Regions from separate parts of the Rattus norvegicus genome. Here region 1 is linked to region 2. Evidence: chromatin contacts called from public Hi-C data. All regions are on one chromosome and are shown on one strand. The core of a region is the stretch at or near the end of the contact, and the rest is flanking DNA. Distances in the headings are between cores, read along the strand shown. Region 1 holds the start of Eml1 (EMAP like 1). Region 2 overlaps Cyp46a1 (cytochrome P450, family 46, subfamily a, polypeptide 1).

Evidence for each region. A called contact is a pair of places that touch in the nucleus more often than the background predicts.
Region 1: a contact with region 2 is called in a Hi-C map of Schwann cells, with 11 times the contacts expected there. The contact joins the promoter of Eml1 here to the enhancer-like site in region 2. A contact is called at or near these places in 8 of 12 Hi-C or Micro-C datasets (the A7r5 cell line, the Rat2 cell line, Schwann cells and 5 more).

What each region holds. Positions count from the first base shown.
Region 1 is chr6:133,104,444-133,109,113 of GRCr8, forward strand. It overlaps Eml1 (EMAP like 1), which reads left to right and starts at 1,491. Exons shown (of 22, transcript NM_001399711.1): 1 at 1,491-1,627. The coding sequence starts at 1,561. LOC134479476 (a long non-coding RNA gene) reads right to left here and starts at 1,216. Exons shown (of 2, transcript XR_010052838.1): 1 at 387-1,216.
Region 2 is chr6:133,039,068-133,043,660 of GRCr8, forward strand. Cyp46a1 (cytochrome P450, family 46, subfamily a, polypeptide 1) reads left to right here. Exons shown (of 15, transcript NM_001399701.1): 15 at 1-100. Among named protein-coding and RNA genes, the nearest start is that of Cyp46a1, 29 kb to the left of the region's middle. Within about 2 kb of position 1,479, at least 37 of the 93 cell types and tissues checked have an H3K27ac peak or open chromatin away from gene starts, as enhancers often do. A contact at or near this core is called in Schwann cells, where this site is marked.

The DNA.
Region 1 (4,670 bases), core at 241-2,740, 65 kb after region 2:
TTGGTGCCCCATCTCTGGAGCACTGAAGGCACATTGGGTTGTTTGACAAGTCCTGATTCTGGCGGTCCAGGTCACAGCCGACCTCAGCCCTCTAACCCACCCATCCACCGATGCCTGAAGACTTCCTTTTGCCCTTCGGTCTGCAGAGCCTGTCTTGTTTTTCCCTTCCAGGCTTCTTGTCTGGACCCTTTCCCTCAGCCCAATCTCATTCCCCATATGTCTGCAACACGAGCCCCCCAGTCAGGTCAGGCCAAAGCTCCTAGCCTGACAGCAGGCTCTCTCATCTTCCTCGTTTCCCTGCTAGCGTGGTTCTCCCTCACCCATGTGGTACAGTTTAATCAACAACATCTGGAGCCCTCCTGCTCCACCCATCACACATTTCCTACCATATAACCGCGTTTTCTAAGTGTGGTCTCCTTAGGACAGGGACGAGGCTTGAGCTTCTCTTCCTTCTGCCTACATCTTTGAGGACCAGAGTGACACATCCCATCCCTAGCCTTGTCCTCTAGTGAAGTGTGAGAAAATAGACTTCAGAGTCCTAGAGAGGTCTGGAACTTTTCCGGTTAACTTTCGATTTCGTTATAATCACGTGACTATTAGGTGACAATTGTATTCAAGATCTGGAAGTTAGAATTTCACCTCTAGTGGACAGAGCCCACCCATCGCTCAAGCCTTCCTTTCTCTTCAGCTTTCTCGCTTATCACTTGGCAGAATCTTTATTTCTAGCCATGGGTAGAAAGGTTCAGATCGCTAACTTAGCTGGCACTTATGTATCTAGGCTGAGTGTGTTTACTGACTCTTGGGTTTGTTTCTTACAATTTTCTTAAGTTGACATTCTCTTCCTGGTGGTGAGCCCAGACCTGTGGGTCTTTAACAATGTAGTCTAAGGTGACAGCATCATACGAGCTGGTCACAGAGGAAGGAGGACGTGGTACACCTCTTTCTGCATCCTTAGTCCCCCATGGGGTTCGAGGGTTCTCGGAGTTACAAGCCCTGAGCTGGAGAACTTGCAGATCAGGGGATGAGCCTTACTGGAAGTGGTCCGGTGGGAGGCGCTATGACGGTGGCAAGCACCACTGTGTTCCAAGTTTAGTGCAGCAGCTGTTCGGGGTGCCGGGGGCACAGCGCGTGGAGGACAAAGGGTGGGCAAGAGGGTCCCCAGGGTCCGGGAAAGGGCTGTAAGCGTTCCTTGGCTTCTCTCCCTTTCCTCCCCACCCCCACCCCCAACCCGGAGCATTCTGGCTGTAGACCTTAGGAGCAAGGACCAGGGAGGGGACCAGGGCGGGGACCCAGGCGGGACCCAGACGCGCCCAGCTCTGTGCCCCGCCCGCCACGTCTCCTCCGGGCCATGCCACCGAGGCCGCCCCCTCGCGGGCAGCGCGGGCGCCGGTTGCTCGTTCTCGGCGGCGGCGGCGGCAGCGGCGGCGGCGGCGGGCCCGGGTTGCCATGGTGACCGGCGGCAGCCACAGCAGGGCCGGCCCCAGCGCCAGCGCCGCGGCGGCTCGGCAGGGCGCAGTGTGTGGGTGAGCGCGGCCGGAGCGGGCGCGGCCCGGCCTCAGCATGGAGGACGGCTTCTCCAGCTATAGCAGCCTGTACGACACGTCCTCGCTGCTGCAGTTCTGCAACGGTGAGCATGGGCGGGCGGACGGGGGCACGGGGACCGAGCGGCGAGGGCCAGGCCGGGCCGCGGGCGAGGCCGCGCCAAGTGGCTCCGGTTCCCGCCGGCGCATTGTGCTGGGGCCGCGGGGCCGCGCTTCTCCCGGGCTGCGGGCTCCCGGGCTCCCCGATACCCATCCCGGGCTCCCGGCGAGGGCGGATCTGTGGTTCTCAGAGCCCCAGCGGATGCAGCGGCGGAAAGCGCGCGCGGGAGCCCGGGAGCCCCGGAGCCGGGAGGCCCGGGCAACCTCGTCGTTCCGGGGACGTGTTGCTCTTTCGCTTCCAAACTCACATCTGTTTGGACAGTGCTGGATGCAGAACTCAGCAAACAAATCACTGCCGGAACAAAAAAACAAAACAAAAACAAAAACAAAAACAAAAACCTTTTCAGGATGCAGGCAGGGCTGGCTGCAGATGGACCTCCAGAATCCTTTTGGGGTCACTTGGATGGAATCATCACGGTTAAATGTGCTCCGGAGCGGGTGGACCTGGCTTAAAAGTGTTAGACCTTATTTATTTTGTTTATGGCATCATAGATTTTTTTTCTCTTTCTCCGGGTATATGTGTGTGGCAGTTTTTACAGGGAGGAGACAACCATTGCTACCAATATGGCATCTTAAAAATATATAGAATCATACGTGCTGTAAAGATTTTATAGTCTCTCTAGCAGGGTTGGGAAAGATTTTTTTCCATCGCGCTCTGCATATTTTATCAGAGCGTGATGTACGATAATTCATGCACAAAAGTTTACCACACTTTTTTTTTTCATATTGGGAGTTATTGCCTTGGCAGAAGTTCGTTAAGGGGTGAAGTGTGGCTTTTGCAGAATTTGCTCGAGTGCAGCCAGGATAAATTTCAATTCCAGACCCTTGAACGACTGGAGAAAATTTACATTGCAGTTGTAATTCTAGGGAAATGTTTCTTGCTTGGTACCACCTGTTTGCAAAAGAGGGCTGGCTATCTCTGAGCATTCAGAGGGACGAATGTGCTGATTCACTCGGTACCCTGTTTCCCTTTGTCTGGTGGAATTTGCCTTTTTCTTTTAATGACTATATATACTTACGGTTTTCATGTGGGGCAGATAGATTGTGTTTGGTTTCCCACCGGCCACTGGGGTACTTAATAGTATAGACTCATGGGAATGTTTCTGCTCCGGGGCAGGTTGAACAGATTCTTCAATTAGCACTTTGAATAGTTTCCTTAATTGACTGATAATCAATCACGTCTAAACAGCTACTTTTGCAGTCCCGGGCAGGTACAGCCTTTAGCGTGGTTCTGGTGGATTCTCATTGTGTTGACTGGGACAGGCGTGAGGCGCACAAAAAGGAACGTTAGCCAGGCACAAAGCCTTTGCATACCCCGTATGTGGGCATATTATTGACAGTTGGAGTATGAAAATGGGCACAGGAACTTTATTGGGGCAGCTCTTCAGGGTGGGGCACCCAGCTTCTTTGGTAGTTCGGCTATAAAATTGTTTCATTTGTAAGTTGTTTCATTTTGGACTCTTGCCTTCTATCGGCTGCCGGCTTAGGGCTGCTGGTATGATATTTGGCTGGTAGTGAAGATTCGGAAAGGAAGCTGAAAACCAGCTCTTTTATGCTGGGGAGGTGACAACTGGGGGAAAAATAGCTCTAAGACAGAACAATAATGGTGCTTTAAGACCACACCAACAACTGTTGAATTTGTTTCCCTTGAAGAGTTAGCTCTGCAGTATGTAGTTTTTGGAGTTACCTTCGTGATGAAAGTTTAAAACCAAAGAGGCTTTGGGGGATAGAAATGGCTGTTATCCAGGGGTGTCTTAGGCAACAGATGTGCTGGCGTGAAGTTAGTCAGTAGGTTTGCATGAAGTGAAAATATAAATGAATCCCACTCGGTTAACTGCGACCATGATTCAGTTGAAGCAGCAGGTCACAGAGATGCCGTCTCAAAAAGAACTGAATGAAACTTGAGTGTTTCCTTAGGGGCATCAGGAAGGGGGTCCTTGACTTTTAAAGTAGAGATTTACATCACCGGGGCTAGGTCCCAGCGGGGTAATATGTGAACTCACACATTTTCATATGCCCAGCTCGACTCAAGATTTTCAAAGTGACAGGGACTCAAGTCCTAGCTGTACTGGATCATCCTCAGAAGAGGCAGCACACACTTACCGAGCGGATGGCCACAAGACAAAGTACCGGTGGAAGGACACATCTGTAAGAGACGCTCCCCTTAGCAATGAGATGTCTAAGCTCACCTCTCAACTGTTTTCTGTTGTCTCCCGGTACTTGGTCTCTACTGCCTGCCAGCTAGGAAGTTCAGAAGCCTTCGAGCTCCTGAAAAGGCTGTCCATGCACATCTTTTAGGGGTCTGCTCACTTGTTTAAGTTGAAGTTGCATGCATTTTTTTTCCTTCTAAATATTTAGAATTTGTAAAGTGAGCTGGGAATCTCAAACGTGTGTGTGTGTGTGTGTGTGTGTGTGTGTGTGTACATGCGTGAATGTGTATATGGGCACATATGCATATATGTGTGTATGGGAGAATGGTGTGGTGTATACACATATGGGTGCAGGTGTGTGCGTTTGTATAGGGCAGTGCTGTATATATGTATGTATGCACATATGGGTGCAGGTGTGTGGGGCAGTGCTGTGTATATGTATTTATGCAGGTATGTGTATGCATATAAGGGTGTAGGTGTGTATGCATGTGTGTGTATGGGGGAGTGGTGTGTGTACGTGTGTATGCACAGATGGGTGCAGGTGCATGCACCTGTTCATATGCACATGAAGGGCAGAGGTTGGCCTCTGGTGTCTCTCTGCTGAGCTTTTGAGACAGGGTCTTTCTACTGAATCCGGGGCCTTCTCTTTTGGTTAGAATGGCTGGCTAGCATTCTCCCGTCCCCAGCTCTGGAGTACAGGTGTGTGTCATTGCACCTTTTAATAGTGGGGATTCAGGGTTGGGGATTTAGCTCAGTGGTAGAGCGCTTGCCTAGCAAGTGCAAGGCCCTGGTTCAGTCCTCAGCTCAAAAAAAAAAAATA
Region 2 (4,593 bases), core at 229-2,728:
CACCACAGGGCAGGGTCTGTGTGCACCTTGCCTCTGAGGCCCCTGCTGCAAACTAGGGTTTGGAACAGAGTCGATGCCCAATAAATGTGTGTTGACTGCATGAACGTACGGCCGCCCAGGCCACAACCCTTCCCTTTCTCCTGGGTGCAGGGTGGGATGACGAGGTTGATCCCTGGGGTCTGGTAAAGCTCTAGAAGCTGCGTCCTTCAGAGGGTCCGAGAGAAGCCAGACAGGCTGTAGCAGAAACCAGTTTCCTATACTGGTAGGGCAGGGTGCTGTGTGCCTCAGGTAGCAGGAGGGGTCCTGGAATTGAGATGTGAGAGGGGTGTGTGTGTGTGTGTGTGTGTGTGTGTGTGTGTTAACTGCCTCACACCCGCCCTCACCTGTGGGCACTGTGTTGCACATAATGACCTAGTCAGAGGAGGCATTGGTGGCTCTGGGGTCAGGGGAATATCAGACCCTAAAGTAGAGGGAGCCCTGGGAGCCATGTGCTCTGGGGCCAGTCCAGGAGGCATGGTCCCAGCTCCTCCTTCCCCAATGGGAGCCTGAGTCAAAAACAAACTTCTCTTCCTCAGCCTGGCTGCTTCTCCGCACCAGGGGAGGTGTAGAGCTGTGAAGACCGTCAGTATACGTTATCTCCCTGGGTCTTGAGCAGTCTCGAAACTTCCTAAGGAATGGATGAAGTCAAAGCTCAGGGAAGGAGGTGATCTGCTCTGTACAGCTGGGGCCTGAGGTGCAGCTGGGAACAGGGGAGCATGTGCCCGGGTTCCTGACCTGTTCCTGCCCCAGCCCGGCTGTCTTGTACAAGTACTTTGGTCACAGCTTCTGGGCAGGAGCTTGGGGATGCCTCTGGAGCTGCAGGCCTGGTTCCTGTTGTACTCCCTCCTGTCTCTCTCTGGTGCACTAGCCAGGCTTGGCCTGCGTTTTACAGGCAGAGCCACCCTTGACTTGTCAGTGCCCCTAGCAGCCCTAGGATACTGTCTCTCATGTTGTCCTGAGCTCTGCCCTGCTCTGACCCCCTAAGGCACCTCTGAAGCCATCTGTCCTATTCACGACAGCCCCACTTTCTGTCATGGCTGGGCCTGACCCCACAGGAGAGCTCCCTCTCCACACCCACCCAGAAGGACGGAGGGTCATTGTGCTTCTGCGCTGTAAGGGCACAACCTGGCCTCTGGAGGAGTGGCTCTTTTCAGAAATGTTCAATTGCCCATGTTAGCATTCTCTGGCTTGGACTGGTAATGGCTGAGTCTTCACTTCCTCCCTGCCTCAAATCCTCTCAGGGGACAGGAAATGGAAAAGTCACGGTCACGATGGAATCAGGACTCACTCATGGACCTTCGTACCTGGTGGCCTCTCACTGCAGGCCCGAGTCAGAGCTCTGGGCTGGAACCTAAAGGATGGAGAGAGAGGACAGGAGGACCCTTGGCCAGCTCCTGGAGGGGTTGGTGCCCTGCCTAGACCTCCTGAACCACTCCCTGCAAGGGGCGGGGCTCTCAGTCCAGCAGAAGTCAAATCCTGACCTCAGCTATCACCGGCTTTGCAGCTTGAAGTTCAGTTTCCTCATTCAAAAGGGAGGGCAGATAACAGGACTCACTCCTCTGGGCCGGTGGAGCGGTTAGGTGTGATCATGAGTGGGGTGGAGCGTGGCACAGTGCCCGGGAATCCCTTCCTGCCCGCCGTTATTAACGTCTTTATTGCTTGCTCCTTGTAGGGAAAGGCAAGCTTAGGAAAGACCTGCAGTCCCCAGAGGAACCACATGGGGCCACCCTGGAGCAGCTCTGGAACGGCCTGCTCACCCACTGTGCCGGGATACCCTGCACCTTCCACACCCTGCTGGGTGCCTGGGTTTTGGAGACAGCACCTCAGGCTCTTGCTGGCCATCAACCTGACCCTCGGTCTTTGATACCTTTCCTAGAGATTGACCTGAACTGTGGGATGCTAGGAAGGGGAAAACCTTATATCCAGAGCCAGGTGGACCACAGACCACAGATGGGAATTGCTGGTCAGAAATGCACGAAGCAGAGAAGGCTGGGTCCAGGCTATCTCATACTACCTGTGATGCCCTCCCCACGGACTCTGGAGGATTGCTGTCTCACTGCCTGCCTCGAGGCAATGGTGACCTTTTCTGACAATGTCCTTCCTTGTAAACTTGGACACAAGAATGTGGGGAGGACATGAGGTCTGAATCTTCACTCTCCCCTGGCAGGAAGCTTCCAGTATTCATGGCCTTGGGTAGCCGGTTTATATCCTTCCTTCTCCCAGACTTGAGACCCTTTAATTGTGGGTCACTCCAACTCCCAAGCAGACAGAGCGGTTGCCTCTGCAGGAGGCATGCTGGGAATTCTCGCTGTCAGGGGTAAGGTGTGGGTTCCGATCCTTCAAGGGTGGAGCCCAAAAAGAGATTGAGGATTCCACGGAATGCTGACCACTTGGAAGCGCCCATCTTGCTGTGTTCAGGTCCTAGCTGTTGCAAGAGAGCTGGGCATGGGTCAGAGTCAGGGAGAGCTGCAACAGGAGCATTATGTCCTCCCAAGTGGCTAGCCAGGTTCCAGGGTCTAATCTGGGTGGGATGGGGTGGGTGGGAGTCTGAGGACCCATCTCTGCTTTTACTCCCTCCTCAGTCCATGGCTGGGGTTAGCCCAAGAGTAGTGTCTGTGGCCAAGACCTCTGCTGGTCCTGGGACCAGGGCAAGGACCTGTCTCTGTGTGAGAGACCCCAGGCAGGGCATTAGTAGAGGTAGCCTTGGAGGATGGGAACCCACACCTTACCTCTGACAGCGAGAATTCCCAGCATGGCTCCTACAGAGATAGCCCCTCTGTCTGCTTGGGAGCTGGAGTGACTCGCTTAAGAGTCCATCTGTCACATGCATCTTATAGGCAAAGAGGAGACTATGGAACATAGAGAGGCTCTCAAGAGGCAGCCACCGACATTGGCATGTCTGGGTTCAGCTCCCCTGGGACGTGCATGAGGCCCCAGTTCTATAGATAAATCTTTTTTTTTTTTTTTTTTTTGGTTCTTTTTTTCAGAGCTGGGGACCGAACCCAGGGCCTTGCGCTTCCTAGGTAAGCGCTCTACCACTGAGCTAAATCCCCCAGCCCCTAGATAAATCTTAAGGGGGCTTTCCCTGTCACAGGGCCCAGGGCAGTGTGGGGCCTCAATGCCCAGGAGCCTTGTCCAGACAGGAAGCCTTTCTATGAGCCTCTTCCTGTCTTCACCACAAGGTAGAGTTACTAGGGCCCTGCACCAGATGTGAGAGCTTTGACCTGAGGAGCCACAGGTTGCCTCTCCTCCCACCAGGGACACTGGAGCAGCCGGACTGGCCTGTTTGGTCTCTCTCCTGGCCTGGAGCCTGGAGGCGGCTCAGGGAGTGTTTTCCTTGTACCTGGAGTTGGACCAGGGGGGCTGGGTGTACAGAATTAATTTCCAGAGCTGTGCTGGAATACACAGGTCTCTCTCTGTGTGTGTGTGTGTGTGTGTGTGTGTGTGTGTGTGTATGTGTATGTGTGTGTATATGTGTGTGTGTGTGTGATTGCATGTGCCTGTGTATTTCCCAAGTGCATATGCTCTCTGTGATTAAGTAAGAGTCGTGTGTGTGTGTGTATGTGTGTGTGTGTATGTGTGTGTGTGTATATGTGTGTGCATATATATATGTGTGTGTGTGTGTGATTGCATGTGCCTGTGTATTTCCCAAGTGCATATGCTCTCTGTGATTAAGTAAGAGTCGTGTGTGTGTGTGTATGTGTGTGTGTGTATGTGTGTGTGTGTATATGTGTGTGCATATATATATGTGTGTGTGTGTGTGATTGCATGTGCCTGTGTATTTCCCAAGTGCATATGCTCTCTGTGATTAAGTAAGAGTCGTGTGTGTGTGTGTATGTGTGTGTGTTTCTGTGTGTGTGTATATTGTGTGCATATATATGTGTGTGTGTGTGTGTGATTGCATGTGCCTGTGTATTTCCCAAGTGCATATGCTCTCTGTGATTAAGTAAGAGTCGTGTGTGTGTGTGTATGTGTGTGAGTTTCTGTGTGTGTGTGTGTATATTGTGTGCATATATATGTGTGTGTGTGTGTGATTGCATGTGCCTGTGTATTTCCCAAGTGCATATGCTCTCTGTGACTAAGAGTCATGTGTGTGTATGTGTGTGTGTGTATGTGTGTGTATATATGTGTGTGTGTGTGTGATTGCATGTGCCTGTGTATTTCCCAAGTGCATATGCTCTCTGTGATTAAGTAAGAGTCGTGTGTGTGTGTGTTTCTCTGTGTGTGTGTATATGTGTGTATATATGTGTGTGTGTGTGTGTGTGTGATTGCATGTGCCTGTGTATTTCCCAAGTGCATATGCTCTCTGTGACTAAGTAAGAGTCGTGTGAGTGTGTGTGTATGTGTGTGTGTCCCATACATGAATCTGTATGTGTGTAAGCCCCGTGAGTACACATTTGTGTTTGCTTCCATCTCTCGGTATCTTTGTATGTTCCCATAGTCTCCTCTTTGCATATAAGATGCATGTGAGTCTCCCCGTACATCTGTGTGTGTGTGTGTGTGTGTGTGTGTGTGTCTCAGGCTGTGTGGAGCTGGGTGTGTCTGACCTTATCC